2 separate regions of the Sus scrofa genome follow, and region 2 is linked to region 1. The links are chromatin contacts, called in public Hi-C maps. All regions are on one chromosome and are shown on one strand. The core of a region is the stretch at or near the end of the contact, and the rest is flanking DNA. Distances in the headings are between cores, read along the strand shown.

Evidence for each region. A called contact is a pair of places that touch in the nucleus more often than the background predicts.
Region 2: a contact with region 1 is called in a Hi-C map of liver, with 4 times the contacts expected there. The contact joins the promoter of CD200 here to the enhancer-like site in region 1. A contact is called at or near these places in 3 of 47 Hi-C or Micro-C datasets (epiblast stem cells, heart right ventricle and liver) and 1 of 2 datasets of contacts at active chromatin or transcription factors (skeletal muscle).

What each region holds. Positions count from the first base shown.
Region 1 is chr13:147,441,876-147,448,190 of Sscrofa11.1, reverse strand. It overlaps LOC102163705 (a long non-coding RNA gene), which reads right to left. Exons shown (of 3, transcript XR_307178.3): 3 at 4,603-6,315. Among named protein-coding and RNA genes, the nearest start is that of CD200, 41 kb to the left of the region's middle. Within about 2 kb of position 2,425, at least 36 of the 83 cell types and tissues checked have an H3K27ac peak or open chromatin away from gene starts, as enhancers often do. A contact at or near this core is called in liver, where this site is marked.
Region 2 is chr13:147,481,920-147,488,234 of Sscrofa11.1, reverse strand. It overlaps CD200 (OX-2 membrane glycoprotein), which reads left to right and starts at 2,417. Exons shown (of 6, transcript XR_002337904.1): 1 at 2,417-2,803; 2 at 5,940-6,021. It overlaps LOC100517427 (OX-2 membrane glycoprotein-like), which reads left to right. Exons shown (of 6, transcript XM_003483321.4): 6 at 2,094-2,270.

The sequences.
Region 1 (6,315 bases), core at 1,176-3,675:
AAACTGGAATTGCAGTTGCCAGCCTACACCACAGCCATAGCAGCACCAGATCCAAGTGGCCTCTGCTGTAACTGGCAGCAATGCTGGATCCTTAACCCACTGATCAAGGCCAGGGATTGAACATGAATTCTCATGGACACTATGTTGTGTTCTTAACCCATGGGGCTACAACAGGAACTCCTGACATAGCGGTACTCTTAAAAAGTGGCTTTCCCTGTAAACCTGAGCTGAATCTTCTTGGGAAGTGCTTTGTTTTAGTTTACTTCTTCCAAGTTTTAATTCCTGGACCAATGACTAATAACCAGAAATCTACAGCGTTGGTATCAAATCTCTGACTGAGGACTCTGAGCAAATAATGTTTAGCTACTACCGTGGGCCTGAAATAATGATTCTATTCTACTTAGTTAAGTAAATGACTTTGCAAACCTGAGACTGTACAAAAAATAAACACATAGATGATGAAAAACTAAATATGATACTATAAATTTTGCAAAAATTTCTTTTAATGCAAACATATCAAATTTAAAAATATCACTTTAGGAAGTCCCCAGTGTGGTCAGCAGTAAAGAGCTGGACTAGTATCCATGAGGATTCAGGTTCAATCCCTGGCCTTGCTCAGGTGGTCAAGGATCTGGCATTGCCATGAGCTGTGGTGTAGGTCACAGACATGGCTCAGATCTGGCATGACTGTGGCTGTGGTGTAGGCCAGCAGCCATAGCTCCCATTCGACCCCTAAGTCTGGGAACTTCTATATGCCACAGGTGTGGCCCTGAAAAGCAAAAAATAAAAACATCATTTTACTGCTTTGTATATGCTTTATATTAAAGATGTTTAAGAGATGCTAACATAGTAGACAAATGATTTTTACTGAAACATTTAGGGGATTTTACCCATTTATGTTTGCAGTCAATTTTCAATACTTAAGATAATCTGACTTATTAATTTATGAGTTTAGGTTTTAAGATGTTGAAATTCTCATGAGAATCATATGTAAATGTACAGCCTCCCTTGAACAATGCGGGAGTTAGGGGCGCTGACCCCCAAGCCCACCACTTTTTATCTGCCATTCTGTATCCATGAATTCAACCATACATAGTACTGTAGTATGTATTTACTGAAAAAAATCCATATGTAAGTGGATCTGTGCAGTTCAAGTATGGGTTGTTCAAGGATCAACTGTTTATGTTTTTATTATTATTTGATTTATAGTTGTATATGTGTTTAGAAAGGTTTTGTTTATGGGGTTTGTATGTCTTCTTTTTTAGCTGCTTATGATTCTTAAGGAAATCCATCATTTGACATGAGACTATGGTGGAAATATTTACAGGACTGTAAGTCACCAGGTCTGTAAAATGTCTTCAAATATATAGCAATGTCAAATTATTGGATTTATACATCCATTTGTTGAATTATATATGCTTAAAGTATAAAGTGTTGTTTACATGTAGTGTCTGAAGAACTATGCACGTTTTTTTGTAAATGAAAAGTGTACTAAGCTAACCTAACGTTAAAGCACACTTTGCTTAATTCTAACCTAAAAATTCTTAATTTACTAGATTTTTGCAATTGTACTTAATAGTTTAGGAAAAGCAAGTTTTTCAGTTTATAACTGTAGTAGATGGAACGTTAGTGGTAACACAGGCTACTGTAAGTATTGTTTTCTGCACACAAAGCCTCTATGAGAATTAAAAAAAAAAAAAAAAAAAAAAAAAAAAAGAAAGAAGGCCTGACTGATGTCAGCCTAGGATGGATCAAAAAAAAAGATCTTTTTGGATGAAAGTGACTCTGAGGCCAAACATAAGGAATCTAGAAGAGAGACAAACTAGAAGGAGCCTGAGCAGGAGAGAGAAAGGACAGTGTGCAGTAGAACATCAGAAAGAATGAATTAGGAATCCCTAGGAAGGTAGATGTCAAAAGCCCTTAAATGGAAAACTATGGAAAAGGCAGCTTAAAAAAAAAAAAAAAAAAACCCTCTTCCAAGTGCCTCCCACTTCCAAAGCACACACACATACTTGGTATAGTAAAAATGAATCTGAACAGCTTCTTCCAGAACTCTTTACCCTGAAGAGGTTTTGGTGGGCAGTGCCAGCTGGGAACAAGGCTTTGATTTGTTCTCTCTTCCCTCAGCAGAGCCTGTTGCCAACTTTGTGACTCAGGAAACAGAGGTCAATTGTTTCTTCCTCCCCTTCCCTCTCTCTTTCACCTAAATACACTTTCCTGGCAGGCAGCTTCCACGTCAGACTTCCCCACCCCTTGTAGTCAAAGGATCTCTGCGCTGAGATCAAAACCTGGGTGTGAATGGGAGGAAGCGGAAAGGAAAGCAAATCAGGAGAAAACAAGTTTGGATGGAATAAAATGTAAACCAGGTAGACCTCCACCCTGCTGCTGGCACTTCCCCAAACTCCTCCTGCCCTCCTCCTCTCCTACAGCGCGCCTTCGGCAGATTCACCAGGATTAAACCGGACAGAGCCTGGCTGCTGGCAGGCATCCGCTGGTTTTCAGATCAGGGTTTTTGTCTGTATTAGGTCTTTCCTTTATCTTAAATACATACGTTGTCTGTCTTGTCCACACCTATATTTCCAGTGTCCAGAAAAGTATCTTCACAGAAGAACCACTCTAAGAGCACGTGAGGACAACCTGAATGGAAAACAGGAAGTATGAGAATGACCTTTCAATGACTTCGTCAGCAATTTCCGCTTTAGTTCACCAAGGGGCAGAGGATCCCCTTGAGGTCTTGCTTTCAGTCTTCCATACAAATAAAGTCTTGCTATTGTTCTTAGGGGCTCAAAAGAGAGAAACAGGTAGGTTTCTGGAAAACTCATAAAGCAAAGACTTTCAGAGGCACACGTATGTTCGGTCCTTTTTTTCTCATACTGGTATCCTAGATCCTGCCCAACTCCACAGAATGAGAGACCAGAATATGAGTGTGCCAGGCTGGTATGCAAGGGCTTTGGATCGATGCTGTCTTTTCTGTTTACTAGCTCCGTGACCTCGAGCAACTCATTGATCTCTATATCTTTTTCCTTATAAGAAAAGGAATTAAAGATAATTCGTGACTCATAAGGTTGTGGTGAGGAACAACAAAGGTAATGTTTGCAAAGATTTAGTAAAGTTCCTCAGGAAGTCTGTTCTCAAATCTATGTTTACTGTGGTTTTTAACAATGATATTATTAGTTATCAAATGAAGGATGGTCTCGGCAGGTTTCCAGCCGCGTTTCCGATGACTGAAAGTTTCTATAAGCCGTTTCAGGCTCTACAAATGTTTAATGTTATTTTTTTAGTAGATTTGACTTTTTAGTTATTGTTTTTTTAATTTTTTTGATAGACTTTAGTTTTAGGTTCACTATAATATTGAGCAGAATGTATGAGTTTTCCCATGTACTCCTTGCCCGCCCCCCAGATACAGCCTCCCCAACTATCAACATCCTGCACCAGAGTGGAACACTCATAACCAAAGAACCCACACTGAAATATCATTATCACCCAAAATCTATACTATGCATTATGGTTCACTCTTGGTATTGTACATTCTATGGGTTTCAACAAATGTATAATGATATGTATCCACTATCATAGTATCATATAGAATAGTTTCACAACCTAAAATCATATGTACTCTGTCAGTTCATTCTTTCTCTCGCCCCAGCCACTGGAAATCACTGGTTCTTTATTCTCTTCATAGATTTTCTTTTTCTGGAATGTCATATTGTTGGAATCATACAGTATGTTGCTTTTGCATATTGATTTCTTTTACTTGGTAACATACATTTAAGTTTCTTCTGTCTTTTCATGGCTTGTAGCTCATTTCTTTCTAGCATTATATAATATTCCATTGTCTGGGTGGACTACAGTTTGTCTGGGTGGACCAGGGATCGAACCTGCGCCACAGCAGTGACCCAAACTGCTGCAGTGACAACGCCAGATCCTTAACGTACTGTGCCTCAAGAGAATTCCAAGAATATGCTTAGTTTTGCAAGGAACTGCCTGTCTTCCAAGAGTTTGCATCATGATGCAGCAGAAATGAACCTGACTAGGAACCACAGAGTTACAGGTTCAATCCCTGGCCTTGCTCAGTGGGTTAAGGATCTGGTGTTGCCATGAGCTGTGGTGTAGGTGGCAGACATGGCTTGGATTCTGCATGGCTATGGCTGTGGTGTAGGCAGGCAGCTGTAGCTCTGATTAGACCCCTAGCCTGGTAACATCCATATGCCACAGGTGTGGCCCTAAAAAAAAAGAGAAAGAAACTGCCTGTCTTCCAAAGTGGCTGTAGCATTTTATATTCGCATCAGAAGTGAATGAGAGTTCCTTGCTCTGTGTCCTTGCTGGCATTTTTTATTGCTGGGAGTGTTTAGATTCTGGCCATTTTAATAAGTGTATAGTGGTATCTCATTTTTTATACAGGTTCTTATTTGCCACCTGTGTATTTTTTCTTTGGTGAGTTGTCTGTCCAGGTCTTTGACCATTTAAAAAACAGGGTTGTTTAGAGCCTGTTGAGTTTTTAAGAGTTCTGTTTATATTTTGGGTAGCAATCCTTTAGCAGATACGCATTTGCAAATATTTTTATCAGTCTGCAGCTTATCTTCTCATTCTCTTGACTCTGTCCTAGGAGGCATAAGTTTTGTTTTTTTTTTTATTAAATGAAGACCAATTATTTCTTGGTGTATTATGTCTTTGGTGTTATATCTAAAAATCATCAGGTTTCCTCCAGGTTGCTGACATTTTTTGCCTATTTTGTCTTCCTGGGCTTTCATAGTTTTGCATTTTGTATTTAGGTTCAAGATCCATTTTGAGCTTAATTCTCTGAGGAGATAAAGTCTGTCTCTATTCTTTGCTCTATTGCATTGTCTTTGCTCTTTGTTGAAGATAAAGTTGACTATATTTATGGGGGTCTATTTTGGGGATCTCTATACTGTTCCATTGATATGTTTGTCTGTTCTTTCACCAATACCCCCCCTGTATTGAATACTGCAGCTTTATAGTAAGTCAGTCTTGAAGTTGGGTAGTGTTGGTCTTCTGATTTTGTTCTTCTCCTTCTCTATTGTCTTGGATATTCTGGGTCTTTTGCCAATGCATATATAAACTTCAGCATCTGTTTCATGATATCCACAAAATAACAATGGAATTTTGATTGGGATTGTGTTGAATCTATAGATCAAGTTGAGAAGCACTCACATTTTGACAATAATGGGTCTATCCATGCACATGGAATATCTCTCCATTTATTTAGCTTTTTGATTTCTTTCCTCAGAGTTTTGTAGTTTTCCTCATATATATCTTGTTAGATTTATATCTAAGTATCCATCTTGTGGAGCAGTAATATAAACGGCCTTGTCTTTTTCATTTCAAATTCCACTGTTCTTTGCTGCTACGTAAGAAAGTGATTGACTTCTGTATATTAATCTTGACTCCTGCAACTTTGTTATAATCACTTCTTATTTCCAATATTTTTGTTAATTCTAGCAAACTGGACACATATGTCATCTACTAACAAAGACAATTTTATTTCTTCCCTCTTAGTCTATATTTCTTTTCTTTCTTTCTCTCGCTCTTTCTTTCTTCGTCAGCAATTTCCGCTTTAGTTCACCAAGGGGCAGAGGATCCCCTTGAGGTCTTGCCAAAATGTTCCCTCTCACCTCTCTTTTTCAAGATTTTACTGGAAATCCTAGCTAATGAAATAAAAGAAAGAGGGAAGAAAGAAAGAAAGAAAGAAGAAAGAAAGAAAGAAAGAAAGAAAGAAAGAAAGAAAGAAAGAAAGAAGAAATCCCAGTACTGAATTCAGTGGCAGATATGAGTCAGCTTAAAGTGGCTTCCACATTCACTTCCACAGAGTCATTTTAGTGTCTTGGGTCCTAAGGGGCATTATGTGTATATATATATAAAATATGTATTTTATCATATGCTCAGACTTCTTTACAAAATTTTATTATGAACAAAAAAACAGAGAAATGAGCTGCTTAGTAAAATCCTATCAAATGCCAGCAGAATAGGCTCCATGACCAGTTTAACTTCAGCTTAAATTCCTCCCCAAACTTACAGATTGGCAGGGGACGGGATAATGAGTTTTGTTTTTTTTAACTCATAAAATTTGTCTCTCTTTATTTTAAACTACAATTTATTAAGAAAGGGCTTTATAAGGAATAAAGGTTAATATAATAAACATATAATGCACCCCCACAAAGTTTAAGGAATAGATCATTGTTAATTACCAATAGTGTTTAAAGTCTTAGGAGGGCATTTATTTATTTCTATGCATTTATTTACATATTTATTTTTCTATATTATTAGAGTTCTGTTTTTTCTTGACACTTTTTGGAA
Region 2 (6,315 bases), core at 1,168-3,667, 40 kb before region 1:
CTTATTCATACATGTCATAATTACTAATATAACAGGACTTTTTCCACTTTTTTACCTTCATATTTCATATTGGTAACATTTTTCCCTTTTCTCCTATGCTGTCTTTCATTAAGTTAAATGTTCTTTGGTTAGTTGGAGTCATATTTTACATTATTCTTCTGATATTTTCCCCTTACTAATAACCTAAATTTTTTATGTCTATTTCTTAAACATATACATCTTGGCATGATTCTCACCTACTCTCATAATCTTACTACCCAGCCCCTTACCTAAAACCTTCCATGTAGTTTAGAATTGTTGAATTATTTTATTACAGAGATACAATTTGGGGGAATCTTGGCTTTTTTTAAGCAATTATAAATTTTGATATTATTTACCCTTTCTGTATCTCTTTCTATGGAGACTTCTCCTGGATGAATTTTTCTTTTTTCTAGAATACTCTTTTTGAAACTATTTTTAAGGAGAGTTTTGATGTAATAAATGTTCTGAGATTATGTGCTTAAGAAAATCTTTTTTTAATCCTATCATTTTATAATATTTTGCTTATAAAATTTAAGACAGAATATTTCAGTAGATTTTAAAATTGGTGTCCAGCGAAATATTATCTAAAAACTTGGGGGAGAAAAAGAATAGAGAAAGATTAAAAATAAAGTGATAGGAAAAGATAAAACTGGGAAAAACCAAAAAATAATAATCTAACAGAATGGTGTACATATGTTTAGGAAAAGCCAAGTAAAAGATTGTTTAGAAGTTCCCGTCGTGGCCCAGCGGGAACGAATCCAACTAGGAACCATGAGGTTGCGGCTTTGATCCCTGGCCTCACTCGGTGGGTTAAGGGTTAAGGATCCCGTGTGGCTGTGGCTGTGGCTTAGGCCAGCAGCTATAGCTTGGATTAGACCTCCTCATATGGGAACCTCCATATACCCATGGGTGCAGCCCTAAAAAGGAAAAAAAAAAAAAAAAAAAAAGATTGTTTATAGTGCCACTACAAAAAATAACCTCAAAATGGAAAACAAACAAATGTCTAGTAACGGTACAGTAAATAAATTGTAGCATTTAGAGTGGGATAGAATATAGCAGTGAGAATGAAAGAACTACAACCACATGCAACAACATGGATGAATTTTTAAATTCTATGGTTGAGTGAAAGAACCAAGACATAAATGAGGACATACCCTATGATATTAATATAAAGTTGACAAACAGGCAAGCCTAGTTGATAATATTAAAGGTAAGAGGGTGACTGGCCGGTGGTAGTGACAGGAAGGGTAGGCAAAGACAGCAGGACAGGCTCTGGAGAGATAAGAATGATTCAATTTTAATCTGCTTCTGGCAATGCAAGTATGTTTATGACAATTCATATTGCAGTACTTATGATCTATGCACTTTCCTCTATGAATAGTACATTTAATCAGAATATTTAAAGGGGTTTTATTTTTATATTTTATGGAATTTCCACAACATACAAAAATTCCGGGGCCGGGGATTGAATCCCGGCCATAGCTGCTTCAACAGCAGATCTTTAACCCACTGTGCCTGGGTTGGGGATGGAACCCTCACTGCCACAGAGACAACTGGATCCTTAACTTGCTATGCCACAGCAGGAACGCCTGAGGTATTTTTAAATATACCTTTGTAGCAATATTTATAAAAGACAAAGTAGAATTCAGAATTATTTTTCTTCAATATTTGAAAATGAACTCGTCTCCTTGCATCCATCACTACCTTGTGACATTTAAAGTCACTTTGATTCTTTTTCCTTGATGTCTCTACTTGTCATTTTTGAAATTTTCTGAATTTTTCTTTGATTTCCTTAATCTGATCTTAATTTTACCATAATATGTCTATAAACTGACTTTCTCTTATGTATCCTGTTTGCCACTCCATGAATCTTTTCAATATGTGTCTGTTTTTCTAGGGGGAAAAAAATCAGTCATTATTTTATTTACAGACTTGGGACTTGCAACCCCACGGATCCCTGAGTAAAAGCTCAGTCCCAGCTCTTTATCAGAGAGGTGGTGGCAGGAAAACAGAAAAGGCTTCAGGAATTGAACACTTCATTGACCTGTTTGTGCTTTTTTGTTTGTTTTAAGATCCGAGGACTCTGGAACTTGTCAGAAAAAGAAGAATCCTCATCCTCAATGCAAATGGAAGAAAAAGATTTTTCTCTCACAGGAAAGAAAAAACCCAGTCACATCCTGAAAGGAGAGCTCATTCCAACATTGATGGTTTAAATATATACTTTGTTTCTGAATAAAAGTAAATATACATTTATTTTGTAAAGTGTCTATCAGTTAAACTCAGCTTTAAAATATTTGCATTTTTCAGCAGTGGTGATCGGAGAAACTGTATAGTATTTCTCAAAAATCATTTCCTTACGTGCCCGCTCCACAACGCAGATTGCCATTCCTCCAAGCATAAACGCAGTGAAATAGTTCATGTCTTCCCACCTCTCCCCTTCTTTTTCTCTCTCTGTGTAATGAAAATGGTAACGTGCATATTTTTTCAAACACTTTTTCAGTCTCCCCAGTTGCCACTTCTGAGAAAATGCGGAATGTTCTGAAGATAGAAAAAAGATGTGTTATTTTATTTTATTGTCTACAACTCCGCCTTCTTTTGCATAAGGGGCGGGGCGTGGGGAAGGGGCTTGAGCCGGAGCAGTGAGGCAGCTCGGGGGAACTAGACCTGGGTAGCCTTGCTCCACCGAACTAGAGGAACGCTGCTAGGTCTGGCTTGCGATTCCTCCGGGCTTCTGGGTGAAGCTAGCCACCGCGCGCGGCCAGGAGCGACGATGGAGAGACTGGTGAGCCGGGCCAGGCGTGGGAAAGAGGGCGCCGGGTGGGCTACAACGCGCCGATGGCCCTGGGGCGGTGGCGGGCAGAGAGCGCCAGACTGCGGCTTTCCCTAGTCTGGTCTGGAGCTGGTATTTCTGCTAGCGCTTTCCTCTCGGCACTTAACCGCGTGGAGGGGCGGATTTTGCCTTCTGAAGTGGGGGCTTTCAGGCCATTCCTGGATTTTTGATTCTCTGTCCCTCGGCTCTGGAAAAGGGACGAGATGCTTCTCCGAAGATCACTGACATCCTCAGTGAGGAACTGGTTTGGGAGGCAGGTGCTGGTGGCGAGTATGGAAGGTGCTTGTATTGCTCGGTTTGGGCATTGAAAGCTAGGGTGAGGTTGCAGAATTTGGGGCTCACTTTCTCCAGGAGATCTCGCTCCCTCAGTGATGCTCCAGCCTCTTTCTCCATCCTCTAGGCCTTTGCCTTGGGAAGCCATAAAGGATGGGATAAATGAGGGTTAACACCCAGGGTATCCATGAAAGACAGACATTTTGTTTATTCAGGATCTGTGTACATGACAAAATGAAGGAAGGAGAGGATTTTCATTTACATAGGTATAAGTAATTTAAAAAACAATAAAAAATAAAATCTAAATATGAGGAATACCTCAAGGTAATTTCTTTTGTATACAGTTTATTGGTAAGACCACACAGCCAGTTATTTCGGTATCTTCCTTAACAAAGGAGAATGGTGGCCTTCGAGCTAGTGTTTACTGTGTGTTAGGTGCTCTTAATTTTCACAGCTATCCCTCAAAGGAGTAGCTATTACTTGATTTTACAAGTAAAGAAACAGGCAGAGAGGTTAATTTTTCCGAGTCCGTGTGACTATATGTGGCAGGAACAGGATTTCGATCTAGAAACTTTCAAGGAAAGAGGTATGTATAAGGGCAATGTAGCTGCCAGGTGGGCAACTATCAGGTAAGACCCTGGGCCTTTGAACCCTGGTCCTCTTGGCAGAGGCTGTAACTGGACTTCTCCATTTCCATTATTGTCTGATCTGGTCAATGAATTTTTTTTAAGCTACCTAATGCATATTGGCATTTACTATATCTTATGCCCTGTATTAAAGGCCCTAAATGCTTAATTCTCTTAGTAACCCGAAGAGATAGCAGCAACATTGGTTTAGTGCTTATTTGTATGTCACTGAGCTTTACACATACTATCACATTTAGTCTTTTTAACAGGGAGAAGGTTGGTACTATTATTTTTTTCTGTATCTCAGAGAGGTAAAATGATTTGTCCTAGCTTACACATCTAGTATTTGTGCTAGCCCGAAACATGTGTATATTTAATAGCAAGGCTTTCTTTCTGATTCCCTTTGCCTCAATCACCATGCTTCTATTTCTTAAACATTGCTGGCTCACAGTTCACCCATCTTATGTTTTAGGCTCACAGTTCACCCATCTTATGTTTTAGTGTACCTCTGCTTTCTCTCCTGTCCTAAAACACAGCTTTTCACTCTGCTTTCTTCATTATAGCCTTTGCTAGACCCTGGATTTCCATGTGGCATGAGGGCTTTAAAAGAATGGTGTGGAATTAGAACGCCAAAGAAAATGTTTTTCATTTTAGAAGCCAAAGCTTGAAATAGCAAGAGCCTAAGCATTTGGGTTTTAAAAGCCTGAATACTAAAAGACCAAGGGCATACATTCATCCCCAAAACAAGTTGATGGGAAGAATACAAGGTGACAGAGGAAGCAGCTTTCTGACCCTAGGCTGGGGGAGCAAAGAGGGACTGACTGGTGTCGGTTTGTGGCCTAAAAAGGATGCTCTGTGCCTGACCCCTGGGAGTGGGAAGTTCGGGAGAATGGTGAATAGAACTTACATGTAGGTGTTGAAATCCAAGAACAGAAAGCACCAGTGCCTTGCTTTCCTGGGGGAACTGTGGAAGAGGCAAGCCTACCTGACATGGCAAGGGAACAGTAAAACAGACATTGGGTGGACAAATGGGAGTCTAGGCAGAGAGCCTTGTAGAATTCTCCTTTGTCTAGCACAGGAAGAACCCTGAGACACAGAATCAGGAGAATCGGGCGCTGTGAGAGAATAGCCCATAAGCACAAAATTTAATTGCACAAATCACAAATCGATGACCTGGATGACTTGAAAGGAACACAATGTCAGCGTGGATAGAGTGGTTGCAACCAAGGATTAATAGCCCTGTCCCATGGCTTGGCATTCCCAGGACTGTGGATGCAATGCCACAGATTGGGATAACAAGTGTTGGTGGACTGAACTGACAGAGAGTAGGTGACATTGACTAAAATTACGTCTCTAACTCTCGTTGGAATGGCACCATGAAATAAAAATGAGGTCCAGTTAAAGAAAACTACAAAGAAATCTGCATTTCTTATCTACTTATATTTTATAAAAATATAGAAATGTAGAAAAAATATAGGGAAAAGTTCCATTCCTTGCTTGGCCCCTCTTATAATGAACACACTGATGGAGACCAAGACCAGCCATGGGACTGCTGCTGAGTGAAGTTAATCTGTCTCTATTCCACTCTCCGTTTATGACAAAATGATATCTAGAATGCCATTCTCTTAAATACCACTATGATTTTTAAAAGGCCAAGGAGTTCTGCCCAGACTTGTGAAAATACAGCAATGAAGAAAAAAATAAAGCCATTACTGGTTTTTTAAAAAGGTACAATTTATATAAATTGTGCAGAATTTTTAGGAAAATCTACCTCAGCAAACTTCAAGGCAGTCACACGTCCTAAAAAGTGGTTCCATTTGAGTTACATTTCGAATATTAATAGATGTGGGTTATTTGGAGATTGATTTCTTTACATTTGGCATCTGTGGTTTTTGGGTATATTTATGGCAGTTTGTTTTCCTAGCAATCTTAACTGTTGGTGTCTTGGGCAGCACGGCCTCAAATTGCTAGGGATGGCTGTAATAAAGGAGCCACTCTGTTGCTTTTCCCTCCCTATATCCTGAGCACCTTTGGTTATTTCTTCCATTTATAGTCTCTGGTTCTGCCTACACAAAACCAAAGGTCTCCAGTGGTTAAACTTGAGCTGCAATCCCTGAAAGAGCAATTAGACTGAAGCTTCCTCAGCTTTTTCCAAACGCCCATTTCTGTACTTTGCTTTCTGTCTTCAGGTGTTCAGGAGCTTCTTCTGCCATCTCTCTACCTTCCAACTGATTTGGTTCATGGCAGCAGGGATGCTGTGCAGGGCACAAGGTAAAGATATTCAATTCCCCTGCTTGGAATCCAGGAACAGTTTCTGGAGTGGAAACCTCTGGCCACTCTTGTGTGTTCATTTGCTATATTAGTTCATTTGTCTGCATGAATTATTTAAAACTGTAATTCCTTTGGAGGAGTGGGAGTGGTCCTTTTTGCTTTCCACAATTTTGTTTTCAAAGACTTTGATATTAAGAAACTGTTTTCAGAAGTTACTGTTGTGGCTCAGCGGTAATGAACCCAAGTAGTATCCTTGAGGATGTGGGTTTGATCCCTGGCCTTGCTCAGTGGGTT